2 separate regions of the Sus scrofa genome follow, and region 1 is linked to region 2. Evidence: chromatin contacts called from public HiChIP or PLAC-seq data. All regions are on one chromosome and are shown on one strand. The core of a region is the stretch at or near the end of the contact, and the rest is flanking DNA. Distances in the headings are between cores, read along the strand shown. Region 1 overlaps TRAPPC3L (trafficking protein particle complex subunit 3-like protein). Region 2 overlaps DSE (dermatan-sulfate epimerase).

What was found. HiChIP or PLAC-seq counts read pairs in DNA pulled down with a chosen protein or histone mark.
Region 1: an H3K27ac HiChIP or PLAC-seq map of alveolar macrophages shows a contact between it and region 2. The contact joins two enhancer-like sites. A contact is called at or near these places in 1 of 47 Hi-C or Micro-C datasets (embryonic fibroblasts) and 1 of 2 datasets of contacts at active chromatin or transcription factors (alveolar macrophages).

Annotation. Positions count from the first base shown.
Region 1 is chr1:82,129,956-82,135,128 of Sscrofa11.1, forward strand. All of the region lies in intron 3 of TRAPPC3L (trafficking protein particle complex subunit 3-like protein), which reads right to left. The region is part of intron 1 of FAM26D (protein FAM26D); the gene reads left to right. Among named protein-coding and RNA genes, the nearest start is that of TRAPPC3L, 13 kb to the right of the region's middle. Within about 2 kb of position 1,741, at least 8 of the 83 cell types and tissues checked have an H3K27ac peak or open chromatin away from gene starts, as enhancers often do. A contact at or near this core is called in alveolar macrophages, where this site is marked.
Region 2 is chr1:81,999,651-82,004,796 of Sscrofa11.1, forward strand. The region is part of intron 1 of DSE (dermatan-sulfate epimerase); the gene reads left to right. Among named protein-coding and RNA genes, the nearest start is that of DSE, 5.3 kb to the left of the region's middle. Within about 2 kb of position 2,896, at least 3 of the 83 cell types and tissues checked have an H3K27ac peak or open chromatin away from gene starts, as enhancers often do. A contact at or near this core is called in alveolar macrophages, where this site is marked.

The DNA.
Region 1 (5,173 bases), core at 491-2,990, 130 kb after region 2:
TAATAACAAAACTTTTATCATTAATTCATTTGGAAACCATGAAATATATTTTTGTGTAACTAAGGAGTTGCTTTTTTAGACCTTAAACCAGAGAGAAGTACAATTTTATTTTCTACTTGCTCTTATAATAAACATAAGGAATTATGCCTGTTAGGTTAAACTAATATTTCATTACTACAACTAAAATCAGTTATGGTAACTCTATCACAAATTCCACATTTTCATTTTTCTCAGAATGATGGTCATAGTAGGAAAAAAACCTTCAAAGGTATATTTTATTTTTTATTGAAGTATAGTTGATTTAATGTTGTGTTAGTTTCTAGAGCACAGCAGAGTGATTCAGTTGTGTGTGTATATATGCAGAGAGAGAGAGAGAGAGTTCTAGTTGAAGGTATATTTTATTTTGTCTTTTTGTCTTTTTTTGAGGGCCGCACCTGCAGCATATGGAGGTTCCCAGGCTAGGGGTCGAATCAGAGCTGTAGCCACCAGCCTATGCCATAGCCACAGAAATGCCAGATTAGAGCCTTGTCTGGGACCTACACCACAGCTCATGGCAACACCAGATCCTTAACCCACTGAGCAAGGCCAGGGATCAAACCCGCAACCTTATGGTTCCTAGTCGGATTCATTTCCACTGCGCCACAAGAGGAACTGCCTATTCAAAGGTATATTTTAAAGAAGCAATTATTTTTGGAAAAAGCACTGGAATAAGGTCAGGAGAAATCACTTCTAAGCTGGCTTTTCTTACTATGTGTTTTGGTGACGCCACCTAAGTCTCAGTTACATCATCAGTAAAATGGGGCTAATGAGAGATGCCTTTTTTTACTTCCCAAGCCTCTTGTAGTGGAAAAATAGATAATAGGTGGTAATTACTTTGCACTTTTCTGAAAAGGACTGTATTACTCATGTTTTTAAATGTCACCTGTTGCTGCATATCATATGCTATAATGCTGCTGACAATTTTTATAAATTTTGTCTTATTTAAAACTTATAGTTGGGGGAGTTCCCGTCGTGGTGCAGTGGTTAGCGAATCCGACTAGGAACCATGAGGTTGCGGGTTCGGTCCCTGCACTTGCTCAGTGGGTTAACGATCTGGCGTTGCCGTGAGCTGTGGTGTAGGTCGCAGACGTGGCTCAGATCCCGCGTTGCTGTGGCTCTGGCGTAGGCCGGTGGCTACAGCTCCGATTCGACCCCTAGCCTGGGAACCTCCATGTGCCATGGGAGCGGCCCAAGAAATAGCAAAAAGACAAAAAAAAAAAACAAAAAACCTATAGTTGGGGAGTTCCCACTGTGGCTCAGTGGAAACAAACCTGACTAGTATCCATGAGGATGACAGTTTGATCCCTGGCCCCACTCAGTAGGTTCAGGATCCAGTGTTGCCGGGAGCTGAGGTTTAGGTCACAGATGTCACTTGGATCTGCTGTTGCTATGGCTGTTGTGTAGGACAGCAGCTGCAGCTCCAATTTGACCCCTGGCCTGGGAACTTCCATATGCCGCACTTGCGGCCTTGAAAGACAAAATGAAACAAAACAAAAAAGACAAAATAAAATTTATAGTTGTACTTATGAGGCAATAACCACAAAAAGTAAACTTGCATATAAAATCACATTTTAAAATGCATACAGTTTAACATTGCAGGAAGTTAACTTCAGAATCATCCTATCTCTTTTTTATATAAAAGTAAGACTGACTAAAGACTTTTTGGATCCATAGCCTTTGTCATGAGATTTCTTTTCTAACCACTAGATGGTGCAACTTAAGGTTAAAGCAGGTCAAAGGAACTTGCCAGAAGCCTAGTGACAGAGTGACCATTTGCCCTGTGGAAAAGGCAAACGAGAGAGGGGCATGTCATTAATACCCGAAGTCACATACTTGTCTCCTCCCAGAGGCAGAGGAGTTTAGAGTAAGACCTGAAGTCAACAGATCTGTTCCTACCAGCAGTCTTTCACCAGTCAGCTCGTAAAAGAACCACTTCACTAATACAGGCATAGATTTCTTCACCTCGACAATTGCCTTCAAATGCATCCTCTTTCTCTCTTTCCTTCTCTGGAACCAGGAGAGCAATCATGACTGCTATGGAAACCGTATGTAGGTATACAGTAGGTACTCGGGAAGGGTGACAATGATGTTGTGTCAAAGTGCATGGTCTGAGAGAGCAGCCAAGCAAAAGCCACACCATTAGGTTCTGTTCCTTATTCTGCTATGCTCCATGGGCAGCATGGGACTATGCAGACTTCCTCTGACCTTGCCCCACTTTCCTCTAACACCAGCTCTGGAACTTTTTATACTTGCCTACTCCTCCAAGAGTTTACAGGGATTAATGAGATAATGCTATTGAAGGCCAGACCTTTTAATGGAAGCTAATAATTATAAGCAAAGCATCAGGGAGTGAGTGTATAACTAAGTCTCACCCTGTCTCTGTGTTTAAAATGCTCTAGAATTGGATGTTGCCATTCCCATACGTAAAGGATATTGTCAATGTTCCTGGAGAAGTGAAAATGATTAAGAGAGAGGAAATCAGGCCTTTGAAGGAAAGTAAAGCCAGGGGACAGCACCCTGCACAGGAGAAGGGTGAGGGTGACAGAATATTCTCTTCATGAATAAGCAGGAATCTTGTATAGGCGTGGAAGTGGATCTTTTTCTGGTTCACTGAGGACAGGACAAGAGAGAAGAATTTATACGACATCAGAAAGGTCAAAAAGACATGAAAAATTTAGAGAGGAGATATTTGGAAAGTGGGTGTTGTATATGTTCTTAGTTTTATATTAAACAGATCTGTTTCTTTTAAGCTTATTTTTTTTTTTTAAATATGAAATTCCCAGGCTAGGGATCAAATCAGAGCTACAGTTGCCGGCCTAAGCCACAGCCACAGCAACGTGGGATCTGAGCTGCATCTGCAACCCACACCACAGCTGACAGCAATGCCATATTCATGACCCACTGAGCGAGACAAGGGATTGAACCTGAATCCTCATGGATCCTAGTTAGGTTCATTTCCGCTGAACCATAATGGGAACTCTTAAGCTTTTTTTTTTTTTTTTAAATTGTGGTGGGAACACTTAGCATGAAACCTACCCTTTTAACAAATTTTTAAGTGTACAATACATTATAGTTAGCTTGTACAATGTTGTACAATAGACTTCTAGAACTCATTCATCTTGCTTAACTGAAATTTTATACCTGTTGATTAGTAACTCTGGAGATCAAAGCATGGATGCTCCCCTCCCCCAACCACTGGCAACCATCATTCTACTCTTTGAATCTATAAATTGAACTACTTTGGGTACCTCATATAAAGGAAATTATGCTGTATTCATCATTCTGTAACTGTATTACAGAATTTTTTTTTTTTTACCTTTTAGGGCCACACTTGTGGCATATGGAGGTTCCCATGCTAGGGGTCATAGCTGTCGGCCTACACCACAGCCACAGCAAGGCCAGATCCAAGCTACGTCTGCAACCTACACCACAGCTCATGGCAATGCTGGATCCTTAACCCACTGAGCAAGGCCAGGAGTCAAACCTGTGTCCTCATGCATACTAGTCAGGTTTGGTAACTCCTGAGCCATGAAGGGAACTCCGGGAATTTCTTTCTTTTTAAAAGACTAGATAATATGCTATTTATGTATTGACTACAATTTCTTGATCCATTCCTCCGTTGATCAATTTTTAGGTTGTTTCCACATCTTGAATAGTGTTGCAGTTGAATACAGGAGTGCTAATATCTTTTCAAGATCCTAATTTCAGTTCTTTTGAATAAATATCCAGAAGAGGAATTAGGTCATATGGTAATTATATTCTTAATGTTTTGAGAAACTTCCTTACTGTTTACCATAGTGGAAGCAACATTTTGTATTCCCATCAACAGTGTGCAAGGGTTCCAATTTCTCCACATCCTTAGCAACAGGTGAAAAAAAAAGTGGGGGGTCATTTTGACAAGCGTGAGCTGATATCTTTTTCTTTTTAATGGCTGTACTTGTGGCGTATGGGCTAGGGGTCAAATCGGAGCTGCAGCTGCCAGCCTATGCCACAGCCACAGTAACACTGATTCATCGCATTTGCAACCTACACCACAGCTCCCCACAATGCCAGATCCTTTAACTCACTCTTCGAGGCCAGTGATCAAACCTGTATCTTCATGGATACTAGTCAGGTTCTTAACCTGCTGAGCCACAATGGGAACTCCTGAGCTGATATCTTACTGTGGTTTTGATTTGTATTTCCCTGATGATTAGTGACTGTGAGCATTTTTTCATATCCCAGTTGGCCATTTGTATGTTTTCTTCGGAGAAATATTCTTAGTCTCCTTCTTAATTAGATTATTAGTTTAACTAGCGTTATAGGAATTCCTTATGCATTTTGGAAATCAGTCCCCTCTCAGATAAATGATTTGCACGTATTTTCTACTATTCTGCAGGTTGCCTTTTTCACTCTATTGATTGTTCATTGTGCAGAACCTTTTTAGTTTGCCGGAATCTCACTTGCTGATTTTGTTTTTGTTGCCTGTGCTGCTGATGTCATATCCATGAATTCATTATCAAGACCGATGTCACGAAACTTTTTCCTCTAGTTCATTCCAGGAGATTTATAGTTTCAGGTCTTATGTTTTTTAATCCACTTTGAGTTGGTTTTTGTGTATTGTGTGAGATAAGGGGTCAAGGTCATTCTTTTGCATGTTTTCCTAGCACCATTTGTTGACGAAATTATTCTTTCCCCATTGCCATACTCAGTGGTGAAAAACTGAAAGCTTTTCCTCTAAGATCAGTAACATGATGCCTGCTCTTACTACTCCTATTCAACAATGTACAGGAAATCCCAGTAAGAGCATTTAGGCGAGGAAAAGAAAGAAATACATCCAAATTGGAAAGGAAGAAATAAAATTATCTCTTTTTGGAGATGATATGATCTTTTATATGAAAACCACTAAAAACTACACAAAATAACCATTAGAGCTAATAAATAATTTCAGTAAATCTGCAGAATACAAAATCGGCATACAAAAATCAGTATTGTTTCTATTCACTAACAATGAACTATCACCCCTCAAAAATAAAAAAGAAGAGTTCTCCAGTGGGGCAGCAGGTTAAAAATCTGGCATTGTCACTGCTGTAGTTTGGGTTGCTGCTGTGGTGCAGGATTAATCCCCTGGCCCAGGAACTTGTGCATGCCATGG
Region 2 (5,146 bases), core at 1,646-4,145:
TCACTGATGTTGCCTCCTCCTTCCCAATACCTCAATCTAAAGATGTTCTTTTAGTTTCTGAAATAGTGTTTAAAGACCATAGATGAAAAGGCATTCTGCAACTCAACAATAAAATCTTTTGTTTATACATTTCTTAATCTACTATTTTTGTAGTAGAATATTCTGGTACTTATTTCTGTTTGGCTTGGATTACACTGTGTTGCATAAAAGGAATTACATGATTTCTACTCAATATTATGATTTTAGCAAATGATGGGAGAGCAATAAAGATACAATGTTTAAATTGGGGTTTTAATATATCAGTAACTTCAGTAAAGAAATTGGTAGAAAACTAGCATTTTGTAGTTGCAGTATGTATTAAAAATTACTTAATCATTAGCATGTTTGAGTCCTAAATACAGTAAATATTCTTATTCTTTTTCACCCTCCTCCCCCATTAAAAAAAAGGAAGAGATACTGTTAATGTCCTGGGAAGTGTTTGTGGCAGGTCTTGGGGAAATTGAAAACCTCTGATAGAGGGAAGTTTATCATGATAGTGGATACTTTTATTCCATTTATTGAGACGGGCTGGATCTTTACTGCTATGAAGGCATGGGTAGGGCAGAGAGTCCATGCCCCAAAACGCTGGATACAGTTGCTGAAAAATGCATCCAATCAGAGGACAGACCAGTTCTTATTACTGTATTACATACCTTAGAATTTTCTCATTTTGGAATTAACATTATCTTCCCCTACAGTGGTTTGTAGAATAAAACTCTTTGGGGGTCACCAGATTACCAGTAGCTATTTTTTTGTTGGTTTGGGGTTTTTTGCTTTCTTTAGGGCTGCACCTGCAGCATATGGAAGTTCCTAACCAGGGGTCGAATCAGAGATACAGTTGCTGTCCTACACCACAGCTACACCAGATCCAAGCCGCGCCTTTGACCTACACCTCCGCTCACAGCAACGCCCAGATCCTTAACCCACTGAACAGGGCCAGGGATCAAACCTGCATCCTCATGAATCCTAGTCGAGTTCATTAACCACTGAGCTGCAAAGGGAACTCCACCAGTAGCTATTTGGATGACACAATGCAATCCTCTAAACCTAGAGTCAGTGCCCCACATGGCATTTAGGCCAGTGCATAAGCCCAGAGTACCAAAAAGAGAAGTTATTTTCCAGTGAAATTCATATGGTGAATTAAGGACAGAATGGGAAGTCGAGATTAAAGCCCTAGATTCCAGAGGCACTGATGCTAATAGTTTGCTATTTGCTGATAGCAATAATTAGAAATGGATGAATTTCAGAAAGTCTTGTCAACACTAAAGCCAAACTCTAATAGCAAATTCTTTTTTAAAAATTAAACGTTGAATCATGTGTATAATATTTTAATTAATTTTTCTTTAAAGAAAATCTTTCCATATATGTTAGTAAATAAATGCAGTCCTAGGTTCTGACCCATCTAACTTTAGTGTTTCACAGCTTCTAGTTACATATGAAAAAGTGGTTTGGTTAGGGGATGGTGGAGAGAGATTGCAGGAAAGAATCATACTAGAAAGAAAAGTAGAAAGTGTTGGGTTGGAATAAAGAGGGGCCATTAGGAAACTCTTGCTTATGAATTCGTATGCATTTAGACAGCTGAAGGAAGGAGTCTTAGCTCATACAGCTACATGAACGCTTGCATTTTAAAACTGCCTAGTAATTTAACATTCTTTTTCAAATAATTCTAATATTTTGATATTTTAGCCTAGGAAATGGAGAGTGATATGGAGCAGGTGTCTTATACTCATTTTAGGGGTATAGAAATGGAAATACTGTGAAGGTAAGAGAAAACTTGTCTATCATTTACAAATAATTAGTGCCTACCTTATGTATGAGGTGAACCTAAATAGCATATTTAATTCTACTCTGCTCCATTCATGTTGTTAAAGATGCCCACATTTCATTTTCCTACAGATCTAATTTATTATCCCTTTTACTACTCATTACGGCCCATGAACTGTCAGCTGCCTGGAATGTTTATGTGCTTCCCAGGCTTCTGTAAATGGACTGTTGTACAGACCAAAGCTACCACCTCCCACTCTGCCTGTCTCTTCTCATCCTCATCAGGATTCCATCATGAGGCCTCTTCTAAGTCCCAGGGGTCCTAGTTGGCTTCAGGTCTTTGGTGCTTTACCAGGAAACTTGTTGCTTCCTTCTGCATGTCTGTGTATTTCAAAATCTCCAATCTATGGAGTGTGTGGATTTCAGGTCCTCTGTCAAATGTCTAGCAGAGTATAAACCTGCAGGAGGTGGGTGTTCAGAGTTAATTGAAGATCACACACACACGAAAAAGAAGTATGGTTTTACTTTGGAAAGAGAAGAACAGATTGTTAAGGGCTTCTTGAATGGAGTGGTGGGTTCAGTCCTTAATTCCAAATGACACTGAATTTTCATGTGCTTTAAGATTACCCTGGATTTCCTTCTAGGTTTTTTTTTTGTTTGTTTGTTTGTTTTTGCTTTTTAGGACTGCACCCATAGCACATGGAGGTTCCCTGGCTAGGGGTTGAATCAGAGCTGTAGCTGTTGGCCTACACCACAGCCACAGCAACACCAGATCTGAGCTGAGTCTGTGACCTACACCACAGCTCAAGGCAACGCCGGATCCCCAACCTACTGAGCCAGGCCAGGGATCGAACCCTCATGGATACTAGTTAGGTTCATTAACTACTGAGCCACGAAGGGAACTTCCTCCTTTTAGTTGTTTCAACTCCCTTGGGATATTCCATAAACACAGCCTTGGTAAGTGTTGTCATCTGATGTTAGTAAACAATTTCTGAAAGAACAGGATTTGCCTCTTGAGTAATATGGAGTAAACATCCTGATAATAAGCATGACTTTAGCATTTTTCTCATGTGTAACAAACTTAGCTCATGAGCAACAGGCATTTAATGCAAGCAGAAGTTATACCACAACCAAGTTGACTCAGCATTTCATAGCTCTTAAAAGGAATTTGTAAAGGAAATGGGCTCACCAAGCTTGTGGGTCTATAATATTTTTATTAATGAAGTACACAGGCAATATAGTGGCTTTACTGTTGGAGTCTAATGGCTATTGCCAAAAAAAAAAAAAAGGAGGGGGGGACATTTCTTAGCAATTCCTGAGGTGGGAGTTAGCAACATGAGGTTAGATATATAAATTTTAGTGTAAAATGTTAGTAACTGCAGATGATGTTGTGAAATTACTCATTTAAAGAAATAACAGACTACAAGTTGACACCTTCATTTAGAGTATTCCTTTACATTGTATTGAAAGTGTTATTGCTTTTTTTTGGTCTTTTTGTTTTTTAGGGCTGCACTGGTGGCATATGGAGGTTCCCAGGCAAGGGGTCGAATCAGAGCTGTAGCCACTGGCCTGTGCCAGAGCCACAGCAACACAGGACCTGAGCTCCCATCTGTGACCTACACCACAGCTCCTGGCAATGCCAGATCCTTAACCCACTATTCGAGGCCGGGATCAAACCCCAGTCCTCATGGATGCTAGTTGCGTTCGTTAACCACTGAACCAAGACGGGAACTCCAGGTTATTGCATTTCTAAAGTAAGCTCACATCCAGAAAGTTGGATCAGTGATAAGAAACTCAAGATTGCATGATACAAATCATCAGGTAGTTTAAAAATGTTGCAGGTCAAAGTGCACTCAAGACCTTGACACCCAGGAGCGCAGTAGTGAAGACGTCCTGACTGCAGGATAGCACTGCTTACCTTCTTTACAGTTCGGTCAGCTTTTCTTCTGGAAACAGTGCTGTGTTTTTGCTGTTTGGATGGATCTGAGGACAGACTATAAGTAAGGGATTTCTGGAATTCCACAAATTCTGGTCAAGAACTTTTCTTGGGGCCTTGGCAGTTGGATGATATCATTCTAGGAGCTACCAAGGGGGCCAGGCTCACTAGCCCCGTGGATAATCAAGCTGGGCCAGCTGGATTTAGGAATCACCTGCAGTGTTTACACTTCTCCCATGGGGTGGGGGGGGAGGGGGGTGGCAGGAAGGGAAACAGAGCCTGAAAGGGAATGTCGAACAGCTGTTTTCCATCTTCCCTGAAGAAAAAGAAGAGGAAATCGACTTACAGCAAGCATCAAGAGGGATTTATGCTAAATACAGGGAAGTTTTTCTGAATGTTTTAACCTTCAGAATGGCTTTATGAAGGAGGCCTTTGAGTTCTTGTCTGTTTAGAAAGGTTTAAGTGAGGTGGTCCAGCAGGGAGGTTAGTGTTTGTCTTCTGGGGTTCTAATTTCATGACTTCTGCTCATCTGGATTTGAACATCTTAGAAATTAAAAGTGACCTAGTTGTACGAATGTAGAAGAAATGACCAGTTTGGGTGTTGGAAATACAAGTTGTCTATAGTTTTGACTTCGTTCTTAGAACCAAGTATTTATGAACTACTTATATATTGATCTTATATAAGATTGCTTCAACCTTTCATTCTGGAAGCTCCTCTCCTCTGCTTAAGCTATATTCTCCCCAAATAGGTCACTTTTCTCCATATTTCTCTTTTATTTTAGAAAATTCTTAAAAAAGAAAAAAAAAAAGACTTGGCACCAGACTGTGGTGTTCCACTTGGACTTTTAGTAATATATTTTACATTTCTCTGCTCCATTTTTTATGGTAGAAGGAGACTGGCAACGTGGTCCCGTGAATGTATGGGGCATTCATTAGCTGTGTGGTCAAAACATACAGAGGTTGCCCATGTCAGAAAGAATCTGGAAACGTCTCTCATATTCCAGACTTCTTAGAGCAGTATTTTGGGTTAAAGTAATAATGGTATTTCAAGAAACAGAATGTGAACTTTGTTTCATTTTTGCATGGGAAGATAGAATCTCTGATAGAATTAGTTGGTGGTTTCAGGCCAGTGTTTTTTTTTTTTTTTTTTTTTCTCAGTAATAAACTCAGGCAGGACTTAAGATGTAATTGTCTTCAAAGCAGGTTCATATTGTTGCTGCAGAGGTGTTGGAAAATGCACACACAGCCAATACTGTGTCACTGGTTTTGGGGGATGCCAAGAAGTGGGCCCAACAAGGTCAGTGTCTTAGGCAATTGGAATTAAATGTTTCTACTTAGTTTTTTAGCCTGTAGTTTTAAAACGATGTTGAAGTGCTTTTCGCAATTACCTTTCTCAAAGGAAACTGA